2 separate regions of the Pan troglodytes genome follow, and region 2 is linked to region 1. Evidence: chromatin contacts called from public Hi-C data. All regions are on one chromosome and are shown on one strand. The core of a region is the stretch at or near the end of the contact, and the rest is flanking DNA. Distances in the headings are between cores, read along the strand shown. Region 1 holds the start of WDR87 (WD repeat domain 87). Region 2 overlaps SIPA1L3 (signal induced proliferation associated 1 like 3).

What was found. A called contact is a pair of places that touch in the nucleus more often than the background predicts.
Region 2: a contact with region 1 is called in a Hi-C map of induced pluripotent stem cells, with 3 times the contacts expected there. The contact joins the enhancer-like site here to the promoter of WDR87 in region 1. A contact is called at or near these places in 4 of 7 Hi-C or Micro-C datasets (blood, induced pluripotent stem cells and stem cell-derived neural progenitor cells) and 1 of 1 datasets of contacts at active chromatin or transcription factors (stem cell-derived excitatory neurons).

Annotation. Positions count from the first base shown.
Region 1 is chr20:41,037,047-41,040,121 of NHGRI_mPanTro3-v2.0_pri, forward strand. WDR87 (WD repeat domain 87) reads right to left here and starts at 1,456. Exons shown (of 6, transcript XM_054673401.2): 1 at 1,282-1,456. SIPA1L3 (signal induced proliferation associated 1 like 3) reads left to right here and starts at 1,547. Exons shown (of 22, transcript XM_024351291.3): 1 at 1,547-2,114.
Region 2 is chr20:41,217,690-41,220,764 of NHGRI_mPanTro3-v2.0_pri, forward strand. The region is part of intron 4 of SIPA1L3 (signal induced proliferation associated 1 like 3); the gene reads left to right. Among named protein-coding and RNA genes, the nearest start is that of DPF1, 130 kb to the right of the region's middle. Within about 2 kb of position 1,677, at least 3 of the 24 cell types and tissues checked have an H3K27ac peak or open chromatin away from gene starts, as enhancers often do. A contact at or near this core is called in induced pluripotent stem cells, where this site is marked.

The sequences.
Region 1 (3,075 bases), core at 206-2,705:
GGGACTCCATCTCCAAAAAAAAAAAAAAATGTAGAACTGAAGCAATGAAAACATTTTTCCATTAACCTAACTTGGAATAATATTTTGGATATATTTGGGTTAAATAAAATATTAAAATTAATTTCATAGCTGGGTGAGATGGCTCACGCCTATAATCCCAGCACTTTGCGAGGCTGAGGTAGGAACATGTCTTGAGGCCAGGAGTTCAATACCAGCCTGGGCAACATAGCAAGAAAAAAAAAGTAAGTAAATAATAATGATAAATAAAATGAATTTTACCTGTTTATGTCAAAATTAAAATTGCATATGTGGCTTGCATTACACATAAAAACACACACATATATAATTTTTTTTTTTTTTAAAGAGACAGGGTTCTGCTTTGTCGCCCAAGCTGGAGGGCAGTGATGCTATCATGGTTCACTGCAGTCTCAAACTCCTGGGCTTAAGCGATACTCAGCCTCTTGAATAGCTGGGACTATGGCCACATGCCACCACGCCTAGCTAGTTTTTTAGTTTTAGTAGAGATAGGGTCTTGCTATGTTACCCGGCCAGTCTCCAACTCCTGGCCTTAAGTGATCCTCCTGCCTCGGTGGCTCAAAGTGCAGGGTGTATTTCTCTTAGCTAGTATTGCTCTACATTGTTGTAGTCTGGTGGTGGCCTGATATCCCTACTGGACTGAAAACTCCCTGAAGGTAGGACTCCAGTCTGTCTGGATTTCTCTTGTGTCTCCATAATCACCCAACCTGACATGGAATAGGTGGTTAATCCATTTTTGTTGAATGAGTGGAAAAATGTGGTCTCCCAGGAAGAAACATATGCTTCCCAGCTTCAAGTGCTAGTGAACATCTTCCTAGAAGGCAGGCTGAGGCGGAAAGGGTATTGACTCCGGCTTCTCCACCAGAGGACCTTGCAATTCCAGTCAATTCCCTCGGTAACTCTTATGGAGGAGTGGCAATATACATTAAAAAAGGAGTGTGTGTTGCGGGGTATTCCGCTGCTTGGTTATGTCACCAGGTGGATTAAATTTGGACAAAATTTCCCAAGGTGTAGGTACTCTACAAACACTAGTTACCCTCAGGAATGTGCGATCAACAAAAGAATGCAAGATAACAAGGCCCCTAGGCAGCCCCCGGGTCTTGTGGCTCCCGTCGAAGGCAGAGCTCTGGAGCCGCCTACGCCGGGGAGAGGCGACTACACCTGGGGCCCCTCACCCTCGGGCCTCCTGCACGTGGCAGGGAAGGCAGGGCGTCTCTATCTCAAAGCATCGGCTGCGCCTGTTACCTGCGACAGGATTCCCGACAAGGGACGGGTACGGCGTGTGCACTCAGGAGCTCCTAGAGCTAGGGGCAGCAACTAAGAAGCTACCTGGCGGATGCTGCGAGAGGACTCCGCCCACAGAACGGTTGGCCCCCAACCCCGCAGCCGGCGGACTTCCCGAGGCCAGGGGTCTGAACGCGCGTGCGCATGGGCGCGCGCTCTCGAAAGAAAAAAAAAAATCCTCTCCGCGGGGGCCCGCGGCAATTTAGGCCGGGGTCTGCCGACGACCGCGCGTGCGCGGGCGTGCATCTACGCCCTCTTCCACCGCCCCCTCCGCTGGGGGTCTAGCGCACTGCTCCGCTTCCCCCGTTTCCCCCGGGCTAGCGTCCTAGGGGTGAGTGACTCGAGCCTGGCAGAGAGTGAGGGAGAGGTTCCGCCGAATGAAGGGAGGAGGTAGACGGGGCCAGAAGAAAGGAGAAACCGCCCCGGCGGGGCGAAGAGCGCGGCTCTCGAGCTGTAGTCTGCAGGAGACACACCTCCCTCCCTCACGCCCCTCGGGGCTGCGGAAGTGCTCTAGAGACTGGAGCTGCACGAAGGCGACCAGCGGACTACCGTTCCTAGGAGGCAGCGCGGCGGTGCGCCTACGGCTCCCGGCAGCCCCCGCGCGCTATTCTCTTTTGAGTTCGCGGCCGGCTAGGGCGAAACTACAGTTCCCAGGAGGACTCGCGCGAAGCGGCTTGGAAGTGGGCAGCCTGGAAGTCACTCGGGCCACCGGAGCTGGCGGCGTCTCCAGCGAGCGGCGCGGAGCTGGACGCCGCGATCGTGGGGCCCGCGAGGCGGGCAGCCGGGGCGTCCAGGTACGTGGCTCCGGGTGCAGGATCGGCCTCGCGCAAGGGTGGCGGGGAATCGGTGGCTGCCCGGACCCCGAGGGTCAGCGCGGGCGGACGGCCGGGTGTGGGTACTGGCCGTGGGGGGCGGCGGCGCCGGGACTCGCGCCCTCCGGACCCAGCCGGACTCGTGCCCGCATGGCTCAACTTTCCAGGCGTGCACCCCGGCGCTGTGGTGAAGAGCTTGGAGGCGGGGAGCGGTGGATTCGCGTCCCGGCTGTGCCACTCGGGAGCCGCGATCTGGGGAAACCGCGCCGAACCTCAATTTCCCCTGCAGTAAAACGGAGTAGGAGAGCATCTTGGCGGAGACTCTGTTGAGATAATATAATAAAACATTTGGCACATAGGAGGCACTTACTACGTATTTGGGTTATTGTTAGCTCTCCGAAAAATGAGGTGAAGATGTTATCGATTGCATAGGGTGAGGATTAGTTGAGCGTGTGCATGTAAAGAGGTGAGTCCTTAGTTAGCACCCAATGCAGGCTAGCTGCTGTTAACCGAGATTATTTTGTTAAGAGCGTTGGTTTGGAAGGCAGAGAGACCCCAGGTTCAAATTTGAACATTTACCAGTTGTGTGACTTTGGGCAACTGGCTTCACCTCTCTGTGCCTTGGTTTCCCTATCTATAAAATGGGGATTTAAATAGCAACCACTTCGTCGAGTTGTTTTCAGGATGCAGTGAGAATACCATGTGTAAAGTGCTTAGCTCAGCAGCTGGCATATAACGCTCAGTAAATGGTACCATTTATTCAGCGTTTTCCTAGTGGCCCAGAGACCCTCTGAGGGTGGGGCTCTGGCCGTAGTATTGGTCACCCCCGAGGGCCAGATTCAGAACTGGTCCAGTTGACTTCCCTTCCTACTACCTCCGGTTCCTCATTTACAAAATGGGATAATAACAAGATCACTCTCAAAGGGTTGTAAGGATTTGCTGA
Region 2 (3,075 bases), core at 427-2,926, 180 kb after region 1:
TCTGACTGTGTGTGTGTCTGTGTGTATTTGCTTATTTATTTTTGAGACAAGGTCTTACTCTGTCCCCTGGGCTGAAGTGCAATGGTGCAGTCATAGCTCACTGCAGCCTCGAATTCCCGGGCTCAAGCGATCCTCCTGCCTCAGCCTCCCAAGTAGCTGAGACCACAGGCATGCACCACCATGCCTGGCTAATAATTTTGTTTTGTTTTTAGAGACAGAATCTCACTATGTTGCCCAGGCTGGTCTTGAACTCCTGAGCTCAGGTGACCCTCCTCCTTTGGCTTCCCAAAATGCCGAGATTACAGGCATGAGCCACTGCACCTGGCCGTGTGTATGTTTAAATGAACAATCTCCAAAGCATATTGTTAAGTAGGGGGAAAAGCAAAAAATGTAGCTTCCTGCTTAAGGTTAAAAAATTTAAAACTCAGCTAGGTGCAGTGGCTCACACCTGTAATCCCAGCACTTTGGGAAGCTGAGGCGGGAAGATTGCTTGAGCCCAGGAATTTGAGACCAACCTGGACAACGTAGCAAGACCCCATCTCTATTAAAAATAAATTAATTGCCAGGCGTGGTAGCTCACGCCTGTAATCCCAGCACTTTTGGAGGCCTGCGCAGGTGAATCACCTGAGGTCAGGGGTTCGAGACCAGCCTGGTCAACATGGCAAAACTCCATCTCTACTAAAAATACAAAAATTATCTGGGCATGGTGGCACACTCCTGTAATCCCAGCTACCTGTAATCCCAGGAGGCTGAGGCAGGAGAATCACTTGAACCCAGGAGGCAGAGGTTGCAGTGAGCCAAGATCACACCATTGCATTCCAGCCTGGGCGACAAGAGCGAAACTCTGTCTCCAAAAACAAAATAAATAAAAAAGAAATAATATTTTTAAAACTATTAACTATGCATGTGGCTTTGTCCATAAACATTTAACACACATCTACAGATAATAATGGTTAGCACACATTGAGCTCTCACTCTATACCCAAGATACAGCACTAAGCATTATGCACGGATCTTTTTTAATCCTTTCATTGCCTTGAGGCAGGCATTTTTATCCCCATTTTATCAATGAGGAAATAGGGAAATTAAGCGACTTGCCCAGAGTCACATAGCTAGGGAGGAGCTAGAGCTAGAATTCAAACCCAGGCAGACCACCTCCTAAGTAACCTCCTAGGAAATGTTCTTGAAGGGTACACCTGCCGCCCAGCACAGAGTCAAGCGGGGAGTACGTCTGAGTCAGGAGTGAGTGGGGATAACCTGTACCAGCTGGAACCTCCTTGTTTGCATGGTACTGTGTGCCTTTCACAGCTCACTTGATTTGTTGCCCTCGTCTAGCTGATGCCAGATGTTTTCAGCCTCTGAGCAGAGGAAGGCTGTGATCTGACTCAGGCAGCTGTAGAAAGAATGGACTGGGGACAGGGCAGGGGCAGGGAGACCTGGAGGAGGCTGCTGTCCAGGTGGGAGGTGATGGTGGGGGTGACCAGATGGAGAGTGAGGTGGCCACTCATGACCTGCCAGTGTCCCACTTACTGTCCCCAGTGCTAAAGGAGTTTTTCAAGTAGTGCGCGCCGATGAGGTGGTCAGAGCCAAAATGTGACTGTAAGTCACCCGTCTCCAGGGAGGAAGAAGGAAGATTTCTGGTCCGTGCTGTCCCTCGTTCCCAGCAGAGGGCACTGTGGGACAGTGTCAGTAAGATATAAAGACACTGATCCTGTTGGTCTTAACTGAAACCCACAACCCCAGGGCCACTCAGATTGACAGGGCAAAGCCCCCAACATCATTGCTTTTCATGATTGGTTTCGACACTACCGTGCTTGTGATAAGAGAGATTTGTTTGTTTGTTAATTACCGGGGCCAGAAGTGGGATCATTCTATTCCTTCCACACATGCCTCTCGCCCAGGTGCTATTTGGTGAGGGTGGGTTGTGTGCTTAGAGGTGAAGTCATGACATGTTATTTTTGCCACCTCCTGTGTTTGTCGACTTAGGCAAGCATGTTTTTGCAGTTAATACTTATCCTCCTTAGTCTTTTTGTTGTTTTTGTTGAGACGGAGTCTCACTCTGTCGCCTAGGCTGGAGTGCAGTGGCACAATCTTGGCTCACTGCAACCTCCGCCTCCTGGGTTCAAGTGATTCTCCTGCCTCAGCCTCCTGAGTAACTGGGATTAGAGGCATGAGCCATCATGCCTGGCTAATTTTTCTATTTTAGTAGAGACAGGGTTTCACCACGTTGGCCAGGCTGGTCTCGAACTCCTGACCTAAAGTGATCCGCCCACCTCGACCTCTCAAAGTGCTGGGATTAGAGGTGTGAGCCACCGCACCTGGCCTCCTCCTTAGTCTTTAAACCACAGCCCCAAGTGTACTTTGGGTGCTTGTAACAAGCCCCCTGGAGAGGGATTTTTCTTTGTGCGTTCTTGGTGTGGTGCTGGTCCAGTGCATGGCATAACCTGGTGGCCAGCAGCATGCTGTGGCTACAAGCATGAGCTGGTATTAGTGAGGATGTGGAGCAGCAGGGGCTCTCAGACAGGGCTGGTGGGGTGTAAATTGGTACAACCACTTGGAAAACTGTTTGGCAGTTCAGTAAAATTGAAGATTAGCATGCCTGGTGATTTAGCAATTTCTATCCTAGGCATAAACCCAAAAGAAAAGGTGTTCATGTGCACTGAGGTGCTTCTGTGAGGGTTCCTAACAGCACTATTCACAGTTGGCAAATACTGGAAGCAGTTCTGGTGCTCATCAACAGTGAAAAGGAGTAAAACGTCAGCCTCTCGCAACAGCATAGCTGCAGCTCATATATGTAGCATTCAGAGAAAGAAGCTAGATAACAAAAGAATACAAACTGCCTGGCTGGGCGCAGTGGCTCACACCTGTAATCCTGGCACTTCAGGAGGCCGAGGCAGGAGGATCACTTGAGCCTAGGAGTTGCAGACCAGCCTGGGCAACATAGTGGGACTCTGTCTCTACAAAAATATACAAAATTAGCCAGGCATGGTGGCACATGCCTATAGTCCCAGCTGCTCAGGAGGCTGAGGCAGGGGATCTCTTGCGCCCAGGAGGTCGAGGCTGCAGTGAACCATG